Regions from separate parts of the Mus musculus genome. Here region 2 is linked to region 1. A link is a contact called in public Hi-C data. All regions are on one chromosome and are shown on one strand. Each heading gives the region's core, a stretch centred on a gene start, on an enhancer-like site or on the middle of the called end of the contact. The rest is flanking DNA. Distances are from core to core; before and after follow the strand shown.

Evidence for each region. Hi-C and Micro-C count contacts between places; a contact is called where the count stands out from the background.
Region 2: a contact with region 1 is called in a Hi-C map of uterus, with 2.5 times the contacts expected there. The contact joins two enhancer-like sites. A contact is called at or near these places in 4 of 484 Hi-C or Micro-C datasets (embryonic stem cells and uterus) and 1 of 115 datasets of contacts at active chromatin or transcription factors (embryonic stem cells).

Annotation. Positions count from the first base shown.
Region 1 is chr2:173,170,204-173,177,525 of GRCm38.p6, reverse strand. No RefSeq gene overlaps it. Among named protein-coding and RNA genes, the nearest start is that of Pck1, 21 kb to the right of the region's middle. Within about 2 kb of position 3,600, at least 188 of the 459 cell types and tissues checked have an H3K27ac peak or open chromatin away from gene starts, as enhancers often do. A contact at or near this core is called in uterus, where this site is marked.
Region 2 is chr2:173,347,753-173,355,074 of GRCm38.p6, reverse strand. The region is part of intron 1 of Gm36911 (a long non-coding RNA gene); the gene reads right to left. Among named protein-coding and RNA genes, the nearest start is that of Gm36911, 4.6 kb to the right of the region's middle. Within about 2 kb of position 2,949, at least 115 of the 459 cell types and tissues checked have an H3K27ac peak or open chromatin away from gene starts, as enhancers often do. A contact at or near this core is called in uterus, where this site is marked.

The sequences.
Region 1 (7,322 bases), core at 2,351-4,850:
TGTGTATCCTTGATCCCCGACTTGGCTTCTCTACGCCTGCAAATTAGGGGTTGACAGTTCTCCCTTCTCAGGGTCTGTAAGAGGCTTCAGTGGGCAAACTCAACATTTCTGTCGTGAACACGAGAGAGGATCCTGGGAAGTCTCAACAAAGACGGGGAGCTAAGAGGAAAGGGGAAGTGGTAGGCCTGCAGTTTCATGCTCCTCGGGGCACTGGGAACAAGACACAGGATGCAGCATGGTTAATTTGGAGGCAAAAGTTGCTTCAGCAGAACTGAGGGTCTGCCCGTGTCCTTGGCAGCTGTGAGGGGTCTGAGAAGCCACCTGTGTTTGCAAAGCAGCAGGAGCAGGCTCAGTGTCCCAGGACTAGGTGACAGGTCCTGTTTTGGCCACCAACCATTGAGGCTAAGAGCAACAATGGAGACAGAGTGTTTACAAGTGGGTGTGACAGCAGCGCTCACACCGGGAAAGGCATGGGTCTATACCAATGGTCCCTCTGCCTGGGGTATGATTCTAGCATCACATTATTCCCTAGGTCCAGGCTCTGCACCATGTCCCTTGATCAAGAGCACTCTCCTAGAGCCAGAACTGGCGGTGCCTACCTGTAATTCTAGCACTTTGAGTCGGACTAGGTGGCTTGTGCATCAGAGCCAGGGGCAGGTGCATAGAGAGCCAGCATGAGCTACTGAGTGAGACCCTGACTCTAAAAACAAAAAGAAAGACCTTCCTGAGCCTAAAGTGAGGTCATTTTTCCAACCCCACCCCCCACTCCCATCACACACACTTGTGCCCTGGCACTCACCCCTCCTTTCATCCCTCCCTTTCAGAACCTCCAGGTGTGATCCCCTGTTTTAACCCAGCTACAAATGTGCCTGGGCGACCACCCATCTCCAGCCGCCAAGAGCACTCACCTCTTGTAGGGTGGAGGCAATATGGACACTGAAATAGGGATGGATGGATAGATAAGTGGATGGGTGGGTGGGTGGATGCATGGATGGATGGATGGATGGATGGATGGATGGATGGATGGATGGATGAGTGAGTGAATAGATGGGCAGGTAGATGAATGTATGGGTGGGTGGATGGATGGATGGATGAATTAGTGGATGAATAGATTATTAATGGATGGGTAGACGATGGATGGATGATGGGTAGGTGGGTGGGTGGGTGGATGCATGGATACATAGAGACTGGTTGGATCCTATTATCCAGACAAAACACCCAAAGTTTCACCTCACTGGTTCTAATCTCCTTGATGATATGATCACAGCTACCTTTTCAGCCCCAGATGATTGGCACACACAGATCTTAGCTAAAACATCACACAAATGGCCTCCAGCTTCATTCCTCTCTGAAACCTTGTAAGCTGGGCTTCCCCTGTGTACAACACAGTCAGTACTCCTGTCTGCCGTGGCTCCACAGAAAGGGCCATTAAACTTCCTGCCCACAGAATCCCGTGGCTTTTCCACCCCTAAGTCTTCCATGTTCCTCCCCTCAAAAAATATATGTGGGGCTGGAGAGATGGTTAAGAGAGCTTGCCGCTCTTGCAGAAGAACTGGGTTCAGTTCTCAGCACCTCTGTGAAAGTTAACAGACATCTTTAACTCCAGTTCTAGAGGATATGGCGCCCTCTTCTGGCTGCCCCATGTACTGCACACACATGGTGCATAAACATACATGTAGGTAATGTGCCCCATGCACATACAAATAAACAAAGCTTCTTTAAAAATTCAGACTAATTACAGCAGTAGCCCCACTTCCTCAGTACCAACTTCTGTCCTGTCCCATTTCCGTTGGTGTGATAAAACGCTCTGACAAAAACCAACTTAGAGGGTAAAGAGCTTTACTTCAGTTTACAAATTCAGTTTGCAGTTCATCACTGTGGGGAAGTCAAGGCAGGAACTTAGAGCAGCTCAGCACACCACACCCATCATTAGGAGCAGGAGAAATGACTTTATGCTTCCTCTCTTGCTTGTTCTCTGCTAGATTTCTCCATTGTCACAAAGCTCAGGACACCAGCCTAGGGGATGGTGCCACCCACAGTGGGATGTGTTTTCCTGCATCAGTTAGCAATCAAGGCAATTCCCCTACATACATTCTCAACCTTATCTAGATAATCTTTTATGAAGACTTCCCAGGTTGTGCCAAGTTGATGGCTAAAACTAACCATCCTAAGTAGCTTAAACCAAATAATCTATTTCACCTCTGAATAATAAAATCCCAGAGGAAGGAAGCTCAGACTCTGCAAGACACCTAAAAATCACTAAAGACCAGATCCCCTCTCCCTTAAGCTCCTCTATACTTAATACAATATTTCTACTTCATAATCCAATGTTGCTGCTGGTGCTCCAGCCATCAAGTCCCCTTCCCAGGTGCCAGGAAAGAGAAGTAGATGTGGAAGAAATTTTTCTGGAAAATAACACACATGACTCCTCCACTTTTGCCTTGCTGGTCACCACTTGGGCACAAGTTCATGTGCTTAGAAGTTAAAGAGTAAGGATTCTACCCCCCCCCCCAAAAGATATGGGCCTGATACATAGTGTGGGCAGCTGGCATCTCTGCCTGCTGCTTGCTGACTGACCAGGACCAGTTTGGAAGTCTTTGGTTCATCAGTGCAGAGGCAGGGGCTGGGTAGGTTCTTCTTCAATAGACAAGAATGCAGTCTGGGTCAGGCCAAGCAAGGCCTGTGGAGAACTCAGAAGGGATGAAGGAACATGGATCATGAAGGTGACCAGCCCAGGCCAGGGGAAGGGGGCTCAGAGGAAGGGACACTTGAGAGGACAGGAGGAGAAGATCCTCCCAGGGACCAGGGAGGGGGAAGCTCACAGTCCCTAGCTCAGTAGGGTGCTCTGAGCCTCCAGGTTCCCACCTATGACCAAGGAGCATTGACTGCACTGTAAGATGTTCTGCAGGTTGCAGATCTAGCTCGCAGGTGGGGCCTCCATAAACAAAACATACAGCCCGGAGACTCTCCCCTCCTTCATACACCCCAACTGAGAGAGACTCCAACGGAGCCTAGGTCTGGGGGCATTTTGGGATTGTCACAGCTGCGGGGGGGAGGGGGAGGCGGCTGTGAATGCCTTATCTTAGAGAACAAACCACCACATCTAACAGAGCCAGAATCTCCAAAGCCTGCCCACACAGCTATGGGGGCGGCGTAGACTCTCCTCGCTCCTCCCACTGGGTCTCAGAACCATCTTTGTCTCCTCCCACTGTATCCTAGGACCCTTCCCTACCCTCCCACTGTATCTCAGGACCCTCCTGTCCCCTCCCAGGAACCTCCTCTCTCCTCCCACTGTATCTCAGGACCCTCCTGTCCCCTCCCAGGAACCTCCTCTCCCCTCCCACTATGCCCCAGGACCCTCCTTGCTCCCTCCCATTCTTTCTAAGAACCCTCCTCTTCCCTCCTACTGTGGCTCAGGAGCCTCCTTGTCCCCTCCTATGGTATCTTAAGACCCTCTTTGTCCCCTCCCACTGGGTGTCAGGACCCTGCTGGTCTCCTCAGAGACCCTGAGCCCATTCCTTGGCTTTGTCTCCGGAATCTAGCTATCTTCTCCTTCACAAACACCCACAGTGACTCAGGCTTTTTGTGAAGTTCGACAAACTAAACTTCTGTGTCCTTATTCAGTGCCAAGCACGTAGCGGCCATCCTCCCCCGAATCCATTACCAGTTAAAGCACAGCTATTATTTTTACAGCCGTGCTCAGAAATGGCTTGCAATCTCTAATTTGCTAAATTGATGTGTATATTGACTAAATAAATATTCGGCACGAAGCCCGCGTCCCCTCCACACTTATTAATCCTCGGGAAATGGAAACACAAGACACGAAATGAGCTTCTGCTCGGAGCTGCAGACAGGAATACATTATGTTGTTTTCCTGAGTGTTCAGGGACTCGCATCGCTGCAGCAGAGACCAGCCAATCAGCAAGCTCCAAGTTTTCCATGACGCACTTGTCTGCCCAGGACGTGCCCAGGTTGCTAAGGCTCTTCTGAAGTTTAGAACAAGAAACTTTTACCTCTTGAGGGGGGGGGGGTGAGGGGGAAACAGCTTTAGAGGGGGTGTTTAGGGGGTTTATGCCTTCAGTGTTTGCAAGAGAAATCAGAACGACTGTCAGGGCCCACAAGAGTCTCTGGCAACAGCCTCTACCCTTCCATGGAGATATTAGCTTCCTTGGCTTGGGGGAGAGAAGGCAGCCCCGTGGGGAAGGGGCCCTGACCTTGGTTGCTAAGCCCCTAGGTTGACAGCTGGTTGCCATGGTGATGCTCATTTGATTCTTTCCTCACTGGGGCAAGGCCCACTGTGAGCTACCACTCTAAGCTGGCTTGTGCCATGGTTTGCAAGGAGCCCAGCGTTGGGAAAGAAGCACTACAAACAGGGAAGTGAGTGGGCCCAGCACTTCCCTTTTGCTCAGCTGGAAGAATGCAGTTCCTCAGGTGTGAACATTGCATCTCACATCCCCTTGACCCAGAGCAGAAGCTTCCTCCCTGGGCAGACTCTGGGCCACTCCAAAGGGGGCATAGGTCCACAGTCTTCCTCTGAGACAGGCCTCTTCCCTGTCCCCAGCTGTGCCCTGGAGCAAGTGCCATACTTTGTTGAGTCTGTTTCTTGATGGCCATGCTTGAGAGTCATGAAGGGATTGCCATGGCAATGCTCCCAGCACCTGACCCATGTAGGTTGGCTGCCACCAAAGTCAAGGGGCAGACATCTGCATTCAGATGAAGTCCAGGCAATAGGAATAGCCAGTGCAAAGGCCCTGAGGACAGCAGCCTAAGATGACAACAGAGAGGCAGACAGTGCTGGTCACACAGTCCTTTGGCTGGTGGGAAGAGGGATTGCACCCCAATGTAGTGACAGGCACAGGAAGCTTGGAGAGGGTCTGTCTGAGTCTCAGCCTTCATAGTCTCAGGCCCCACTGCAGCCCTGTGGAGCTCATTCTGATCAGCTTGGGGGCTCAGGAGGCTGTATGAGTTCTGCAGAGTACGCAATTCTCCCTCAAGATACCATCTGACCACAAGCCATTAAAACAGCCAGCACCTGCAATTGGTGAAGACATGAACAGAGGCCCCTTGGCTCATAGAGATTTGGGTAGGAGCTAGGAGGGGCTTGGACTCTAGGCTGTACCCAGAAGTTCCTCATAACCCACCTCCCAGCATCTCATTTAGATTTATTGGCTCAAGAGAACATTCTAGAAAGACTAGCTCAGACTCCCATTAGCCTTTCCCTAAACAAGTCCAAAGAGACAGAGCCATGAGAAGGAGAAGTCAGTGTGGTCACATGGAGGGAGCTTGGCGGTTGCAGGGGTGGAGTGGCGGTTGGGGTGGAGGTGGAATTGAGTTTGCTCTGAGGTCCCAGCCCCACGTGCATCCACTGTCCAGAACATGAAAGCCCAACACTGCTTGGCTCGGAGATGTCGGTCACTCTCAGGGCATGGAATGTTCTAGGCCTGGATCTGAGAGGGGGCTGTTTTCTGTTGCCTACCCTCATCCCTCACCCTACAGAGTCCTTTGCAGTTGATATTTGTGTCTTACAGAGATGGATTGTACTGTCACAAGTGTGTGCCCAGGGGGATCTGCCTTGGTCTGGGGTCTGCAATTGGCTCTTCCTCTCTGCGGATTCCTGAGTTTCTAGGCAGAAACAGAAGTTCTGGGTGTCCAGAGTACCTCACTCTGGGGAGGGAGGGAGCCAAGGGCTTCTGAGGCCACCGCGCACCTTCCTGCAGTGATCCATCTTGCTTCGGCAGGGCTGGGGAATTGCTTGGAGGCGAAGCCGCATCTTGAATATTCATCTGATTTATGGTCGCTGCCGACAGTTTTATGAGTCCACCCACCGCTCCCTCCAGCCGGCCATCAATCTTCCCCTAGACGGGGCCTCTGCCAGCAGCTCATGAATTAAAGAGGCCCCTCCGGCCCTCAGCCCGCCGCCCTCCCCGCGGCGCGTCGTGCCGCCCTCCCGCCGCAGCCCTCAGCCCTCCGCCCTCCCCGCGGCGCGTCGTGTCGGGACCTGACCAGAAGTCACAACACTGTGGTGTCTTGCTGCAGTGGCGGCTCTGGCGACCTTGGATGACTCTCCCTGGTTGTTTGTTTCAAGTGAGAGCAAGTCACATGAGCCCTGAGGCCACCTTGCTCAAACTCTGAGACTCAGTTTCCCTATCTGACAAGGAGAGGGCATGCATAACCCAGTTCCCTCTGTTTATCTAGGTAGGGTCTAAGGCAGGGAGTGGGGCTGTGTGCCAGAATACAGGTTAGTGCAGTTAGCATTGCTGCCAACATGAGTGGAGGGGCATGGAGGGATGGATATAATGTAGAAGCAAATGTACCCTGGATCTGTGGGAAGGGGCTCTTTGAAAGCCTGGCTCTGGGGTGCCCTCAATGGGTTGGGGGTTTGTGGGGATTTGCCAGGACATAAATGTAAACTCCGTTTTCATTCTAGACTTGAGAACCCACTCTAGTTCATCCCTTGGACAGGGACCCCAAAAGAAATCCTGGGCCACTTGGTCCCAGAGCCCCTCACCTACCATTCAGCTAAAATAGGATGGGCTAGCCTGTGCCTAGTCACCAACACTGGTCAAGCCTGAAAGAGAAGGGACTGTGACTGGGTGGAGGTGAGAGGTCCCCCTAGTGGTCAGCAGGACACTGGGTTTCTGTGGCCTTCTAGGGAGCAGCCTGTCTTAAGTGTCCTCAGTACTGGGCTCCCACACGTCTCAGGGCCCTGGACCATGAGCTGGGGATCAGAGAGAGGAATAGGGAGACAATCCCTGGAGTCACTCAACATGGCCCACTTCTCCATTTGGCCCTCAAAAGACCCTGAGCATTGGTCCCCACGTTTGCCTGTGAGGAGGGTTCAGAAGACAAGCTTAGAAGAGCCTCCAAACCCTGGATGTCACCAGCCCTTCCACAAGGCCCAACCTCACCACTGTGGGCCTCAGTTTCCTCCAGTACAAAATAAGGTCCACAAGCCCTGTTCCAGCCAGAACACTGATTTGGGCTGCCTCTGAAGAAGCTGTCCCTGAGTTGGCTGAGCATACAGACCCTATCTCCAACCACAGATTTGGTTATGAGAGCAGGGGGTGGGGGTGGGGGGGGCTTGGATAGAGGTGAAAGATGGTGAATTCCAGTGAACAATTCCTGAAAAGGGATAGAAGAAGTAGGCCAGATGTCACAAGGGATAAAGTCTCACCATCCGGAATCAGCAGGAGGTTCCTGACCTGGACTTTCACCCCTGCTGACCACGCTGGCACCAGCTGTGTTTATTCCATGGAACAGTGCTGGGGGCTGGGCACAGGGCAGCCTGGGATGGTGGCTTTCTATATCACCTATGAGTCCCT
Region 2 (7,322 bases), core at 1,700-4,199, 180 kb before region 1:
TCACTCTGCCTCAGTTCTCTTTCCCTTTAAGCGACTGACCCAGCTCTGCGGGGAGAAGACCTTTAAGAGGGAGATGTGACAGCCTGGTGCCTCCTTGGAGCCTGGGCTGTCCTCCATGAGCTCTTTCTCTCCTATCACGATGATATTTGAAGATGGTGGTGGTTTGGCTCTAAGGACAGTCCCTTACAGCACTGGGTTACCAGTGATGACTTTAAATCAAACAAGAACTCCATTTTGTTTCCTGCCTGAGACACTGTCTTCTCTACCTTCCTCAGAAGCCAAATAGCCAGTGTGTGTGTGTGTGTGTGTGTGTGTGTGTGTGTGTGTGTGTGTGTGTATGTGTGTGTGTGCATCCCAAAAGGACTTATATGCAGAGGCACTCCCTCTCATGACCCTCACGTGAGTTTACATACGCATACGCACAACACATTCTCAGAGGTAGGTGTGTCTCTGCCATGCAGAAACTCAGGCCAAACTTGAGTCTGGAATATCAGACTTAAGGAGCCTTTGCTGCAAGTATCTTTCTGGGACAAATGGCCTCTGGGGAGCCAGGAGGGACACAGTGATACCCATTCCTTTGACTAATAAGCTGTGAGCTTTTAGACCCCACTCTGATCTGCCAGGGGACAAAGGATCAGTGGGAAACTTTAGGGGCCCTTGCTCTCCATGGTGACCAGTGGCCTAAAATGGGGCTGTGCTGAACACCCTTCAGGATCTAAGATGGAACTGATCCAAGGCCCAGATGTCACTAGGATGCCAAGGCCCAGATTCACTACCTGCTTGTTCCAAAAGAGCTGGAGAGAGAGACACACAGAACCAGGTTTTGCTTGTTGCTAACGACAGAGTCGAAGGCCGAGAAGCCCGGAGAGTGAACGCACAGTGTAAGATGTCAGTGGAGATGGTGACTCAAACACATCCTCTGGCCACTGTCCTGGTCAGCTGAGTCCTCTCCGCATGAAGCCAGTGTGGCAGCTTTTCCATTAAAATCTCCATTTGCATGGTTTCATGGCTCGGTCATAAAGTGAGACTCTACAGATAAACAGGAGCCCTGTGGGAAGCTGGCTCTCAGCTTTCCATCCGTAATTGTTTTCTATGTGACTCACTGGCTTGCTCTGTGTTCTGACGGGTGCTGGGCAGTGCTACAGTCGGGGTATCACACAGACACTGGGGAGGGGTGGTCATAACCTTCCTTGCCCCTGACTGACTGATGTTGCCCTGCACTTTAGATCTCTTTGTATGGTGTTCTCAGTTCCCATGCCTCTGACCTCACACTTCACACTGCTGTCCACGATGTGCACAGTTGGGGCCAGTACCACAAGCCACAGGCTACGACCATGGACCATAAATGCCCTGAGACTCACTGGAAGGACAGCCAAGGTGGGTTCACCCAGTCCTCACGGGGTTCTCTTGTGGTCCAGAAATAATACCCTGACACTCTGTTATTTCACTACAGTGTTGAGCAAGACCCGTTGGAGACAATCCCAGGAGACTCCAGTGGGGACCGTGAGCCCACCCCAAAATTCCCCAACACCTCAGACTCTGATCTCCACTAGGTACACAGGCCATCTGCTCTCTAACCTCCTAGTGAGCAGGAAACGTGAAGCTTAGAGTAATGTCCCATTTATGCATCTGTGCACACTCTGACACAGGTACATGCCCACATGTGCACACACACACATAAAGATACAGACACACTTGCATGTGTGTATATATGTGTGTACACATATACAAAGATGCACAAACAAGCATACACACGGACACATTTATATGTGCACATACATGCTTACATGGGCACACACACAAATACACATGTGCACACATGTGCTTACTCCACAAATACACACCCAGGAACTGTTGGAAAACATGTTAACAAAAAAAATAAACAAACAAGTTGGGAAGTGGAGAGCAGCCTCTCCTTTGTGTGTTCTTAGAGTTTCTTTCATATCCCAAAGGGAGAATGGGGAAAGGACTCTCTACCCTGCACAGAACTGGTCACATCTTCAGAGCTAGATCTAGGGCTTCAAGGCAGCCTGGCAAGCTATGAGCAAAGCAAGACATTTGTGAACAATTCATGGCTGCAGGAAGGGCCCAGAGCCACGGGTTTCTGCTTTCTGCCAGGCCAAGGGCAAGCACACGCACTCAGAGACTCAAGGCAGGACAGACTCACATTCTGTTTGACCTTGGGGTCAGCAACTCTCTAAAGAAACAGATCACATAGATGCACTCACACAGACATCACACACACACACACACACACACACACACACACACACACACACACACACACACTACCCTCTGAGCAAGACGGAACCCTCTCCCCTGAAGGATGAAGGACGAGCCGAAGCCACGGGGACCCAGAGTCTGCACATTCTGCCCGCACTCCATTTCCTGGCAGTGTTCAATATGAACTTGGCAAAAAATCAGAAGGCAGGGGCTCAGGAATGAAGGGATGGAACGAATTACCCTGAAGATCAGACGCTCGGGCTCAAGCCCAGGTCCTCGCAGAGTCTTGCGTGAAATCTTACAAGCAACATAAACAGAGTCGGGGCCAACATCACCACCAGAAATATTCAATAATAAAAGCCAGCTGTGGCCCCAGCCCTTCCCAGGCAGAGCTTATGGTTCCTGCCACTGGGAACGCTGACAGAGGCAGAAACTGCCAAATGAGAGCCAGTTTCCTTTCCTCCCAAAGAGGGAAGTGTTTGTGAGCTGCAGTCTAAACATTCACTCAAAACTCCAACCGTCCATAAAAATAATTTAAGATGCAACTTCTCGGAACCTCAACTGATGAGATGGCCAGACCCTGGCTGATCCTGTTAGGGACAGGCGCTTTGACTCTGGATCTCTAGTTCTGAAAGGCGCTGGGTCCCTCTCTGTAACTTCATCCCAGGTTCTGGAATCCAGCATGCTGGGAGAGGGGGTGGAGTGCTGCATATGGTAAAAACCCACAAGGCTGGGCCAGATATGGAGACAGAGCCCTGCAGCTACAGCCCTGTCCGCTGACCATGGGATCCCAAAGGAGCTCTGGTGATAAAATCCAAGCTTGGCAGGAGGCACAGCAGGGTGGGGAGGACGCCAGAGGACTTGAGTTCTGTAAGGTTCTGTGCTCTCACTTGCCTCTCAGAGAACACAATGGTCACACCTACAGAGTTCAAGTCCAGGGCGTGGGCTGTGTGGGTGGAGGAAACAGACACAGGGTCAGCTCAGACAGGGTGTAAGTCAGCAAAGAAAGAGGAGGGAGGCCCCAGGTGGATGAGTGCCAAGTTCAGAAGATAGTTTGATTGGCATCTCTACCCAAAAGACCAAAACAGTAAAGTCAGGTCTGGGAGCTGGCTCAGTGGGCAAAGTTTTTGGCACACAAGGCTGAGGTCCTGAGTTCGGTGTATGTGCAACCCCAGTTCTGGGGTGGGAGGTCGGGCATCCCTGGGGCTCGCTGGCCAGCTGGCCTTAGCTAGGCAATGAGCTCTGGGTTCAGGGAGAAACGCTGTCTCATAAAAAAAGTGAGGAGTCACAGAAGACACCTAATGTTGACCTTTGGTGTCGACATACATGAATGCATATCACAGATACACACATACACACCACATCACACACACACACACTCCACATCACATCACATATACACACACATACCACATGACATATATACACACAGCACATCACATACACACACACACACACACACACACACAATCATATACACATACATACATACCCACACCACATCACATCACACACACACCATATCTCACACACATACACACACACACACACTACATCACATGCACACACATCATACACACACACATATATACCACATGACATACACACAAAACACATCACATACACATACACACACGTGCACCTGAATACACACATGCACACACACAAAATTAAACAAAATCCAATTTAAACACACACATACACAGCAGAAGAATCTTGAAGAATCATGAAAGAAGAAAGCCCACGGCATTGTTGACTTAGGAATTTCACAGAGGATGGAACATGGAAAGTGGATTGCTGAGGGATGTGTAGAAGCTTCCCTAGGACCAGTGAGCCACAGACACAGCATCTCAAAGACAAGGGAGAGAGCCCAGCCTGTTGTTGAAAGCTTGCAGTGCACGGATTGGACATCACCCCCTGCAGCTCTATCTGTCCCACCCAGCATGCACTGTTGTGGTTTCTGTAGCTTTGTCCCCTCTTTCCCTTCCCCTTCCCCTTCCCCTCCCCCTCCCCCTCCCCCTCCCCCTCCCCCTCCCCCTCCCCCTCCCCCTCCCCTTCCTCTTCTTCTTCCTCTTCCTTGGCATCAGCTCAGTGGCTGGCATATATGTGTCTTTCATATTGAAGCAGGCTTGGGATCAGCCAGACTCACTCTGGAGTCAGAGATCTAAGCACTTTCAGACCAAAGTGGTGACCTCTACACATGGGGAAGGCTACAGAGAAGGTGCGGGAATGGGGTGCAGGGGTTCTAGCCTCAGAACACACAGCAGCATTCTCCTGGCAGGCTTATGGTCCATCAGGGATGGAAGATTCCTTCTCCAATGGGGCCGGGAAGGAGATTTGGTAAGGCTCTCTAGAACACAGCATCAGGACAGTGCCCAGCTGCCTTCCTGCTTGACCACTGGCAACCATTTTCCTCCATGTCAGTGGGGTATGTGTGGCGAAGCAGTCTCACTTTAAGCTGAGAGCAACTGCACCATGTCAGGCTAGAAAAATACCACGAATGAGCTTATGCCCATTATAATGGCCTTATGGTGACTCCACTCAGGAAGATCTTCCGGCCCTGGTGGACCAAAAGCCCTGTGAGACACATACTATGCCTCACCTGCTTCCTTGCTCCCAGCCTTCCTGGAATGCCTTCAGTCAGAGATAGTTAGCCAGGTGCCCTGTTAAACTGATCAGAGACCCATTGAGGAGTCAACCTGAGGCACTTGCCCAGGTCTCAGAGTCACTTCCCCTTCCGCCTGCTTGATGTCTATCTCTACCGAGTAAATCTCACCAAAGAGTTCAGAGAATCTGGAAAGAGAGTCAGATCTGCCGCTCCAAGCAGGAAACTCAATGGCAAAGGAGCTGCAGTTGGGGGCAGTGGGGGGAGGAGGTTACTTCAAAGGAGCCTTGAGGAGAAGTGCCACCCTTCTGTCTACATCTGTATTTATTCCTCCTTCTCCCTAGCCTTCCATGATGGAAGTGGAGCCACGCCTCGCCAGACTTCTATGCTGCCGTCATCAAAGGCACCGGAAGATATGGCCCTCGGTTATGACAAAGACAACCTCCACACCTGCCACTCAGAGCCAGGTGCTGCCCAGCAAGCAGACTGGCATCTGTTTCCCATCCATTTGTGTCTGCACAGAGGAGTTCTGTAAGGGCCTCTGCGGTGAGGCCTCTCTGAGGGTGTGGTCTGAACGCTTCTCCCTTTGACGAGATGATGACAGCCACATAACTGACTGCAATGACCTCAGCTGTCACAGGGCCGTCACAGCACCCACACTGGATATGGGGTTGGCCCCAGGCCTTCTCTCCTGCCTGTCTCACCTCAGAGTGCTTAATCCTCCTCTCCATACTTAGAAATGGTCAGTGAGGGAGGGATGGCCTCTCCACTCCACACACGTGCTCTCAAAGTCCTGGAGGGATTCCTCCCCCTCGACGCCTTCAGTTAAATCTCCACAGTACAGTTTTAAAGCAAAGTTAAAAGGCAGGGCAGATGGCCCAGTCGGTAAAGCATTTACTGCCCAAGCTTGATGGCCTCAGTTTGGATCTTCACAATCCATACAAAAAGCCAGTCTGGGGCTGGTGAGATGGCTCAGTGGGTAAGAGCACCCGACTGCTCTTCCGAAGGTCCAGAGTTCAAATCCCAGCAACCACATGGTGGCTCACAACCATCTGTAACAAGATCTGATGTCCTCTTCTGGAGTGTCTGAAGACAGCTGCAGTGTACTTACATATAATAAATAAATAAATCTTTAAAAAAAAAAAAAAAAAAAAAAAAGATCTAGAGTTTTTTAAAAAAAAAAAAGCCAGTCTGTGGCACAGGCCTGCGATGCCAGCCCTGGCAGGAAGTGACAAGAGTATCCTTGGATCTTATTGGACACCCAGCCTAGCCAACTGCTGAGCTCCGGGTTCATTGAGAGCTCCTGCCTCAATAAATAAGGTAGAGAGGGAAAGAAGAAGACAGTGAATGCCAGCCTCTAGCTTGCACACGTGCACACACATGTATATACACACACACACAGTTAAGTCCACTCTTCCCTTACAGCAGACCACTGCCCTGGGACAGCACTCTGGGACCCCATCCTGCAGATATTCAGGCAAAAGCCTGCAAGTAATGTGGCTTGCCTTTTTGCCTCTTTCCTTCTTCCTTCCTTTCTTCCTTTCTTTCTTTCTTTCTTTCTTTCTTCCTTCCTTCCTTCCTTCTTTTCTTTCTTCCTTTCCTTCCTTTCTTCCTTCCTTCCTTTCTTTCTTTCTTTCTTCCTTCCTTCTTTTCTTTCTTCCCTTCCTTCCTTTCTTCCTTCCTTCCTTTCTTTCTTTCTTCCTTCTTCCTTCCTTCCTCCCTCTTTCTTTCTTTCTTTCTTTCTTTCTTTCTTTCTTTCTCTCTCTCTTCCTTCCTTCCTTTCCTCCCTCCCTCCCTTCTCTCTCTTCCTCTTCCTCTCTCTCTCTCTCTTTCTTCCTTCCTTCCTTTCTTTCTTTCTTTCTTTCTTTCTTTCTTTCTTTCTTTCTCTCAGCCTTTGAGGGTCATTCTGTTGTTTAAAAAATAGAAGGGAGCTTTCTCCCCTTTCCCTCTTGCATCAGCTGGGCCATGACTCTGAGGCTGTCTCCTCTCCACAGCCTTTTCTTTGGCTGCTCCCTGAAGCTCCCACAGACCCTACCACCCTGGAGATCACTGCTCAGCTTTAGAGACGCCTTGTGTTGGGATGTAATGGACTCTGGCCTCTATCTAGTTCTGTTGGGGTTCACAGAAGTTTGATGTATACCTATTGTCTGCCAGAGAATCAAAGCTGCCAACACTTCCCCAGCACCAGGCACAACTGCATATGTTTCTCCTCACAACAACCTTGGTGGGTGCCCACAAGCTGTCACCCACCTGAATGCAAAGGGATACCAAGGTACAAAGAGGGGCAGAGGCATCCACGGTCACTAGGGTCCTTGTGGAAGAGATGAGATTCAATTGCATTTCTCTGCCTAAGCCAGGATCCTACTCTCCCTGACAGACTGGGATGGACCCAAGCAGAAGCCATAATCTCAAAGTGACCTAGAGCAGCAAGTGACACCCCTTCCCAGGGCATGAATAATGACTCACCCTCCCCCACCAAACTCCAGGAACCCTG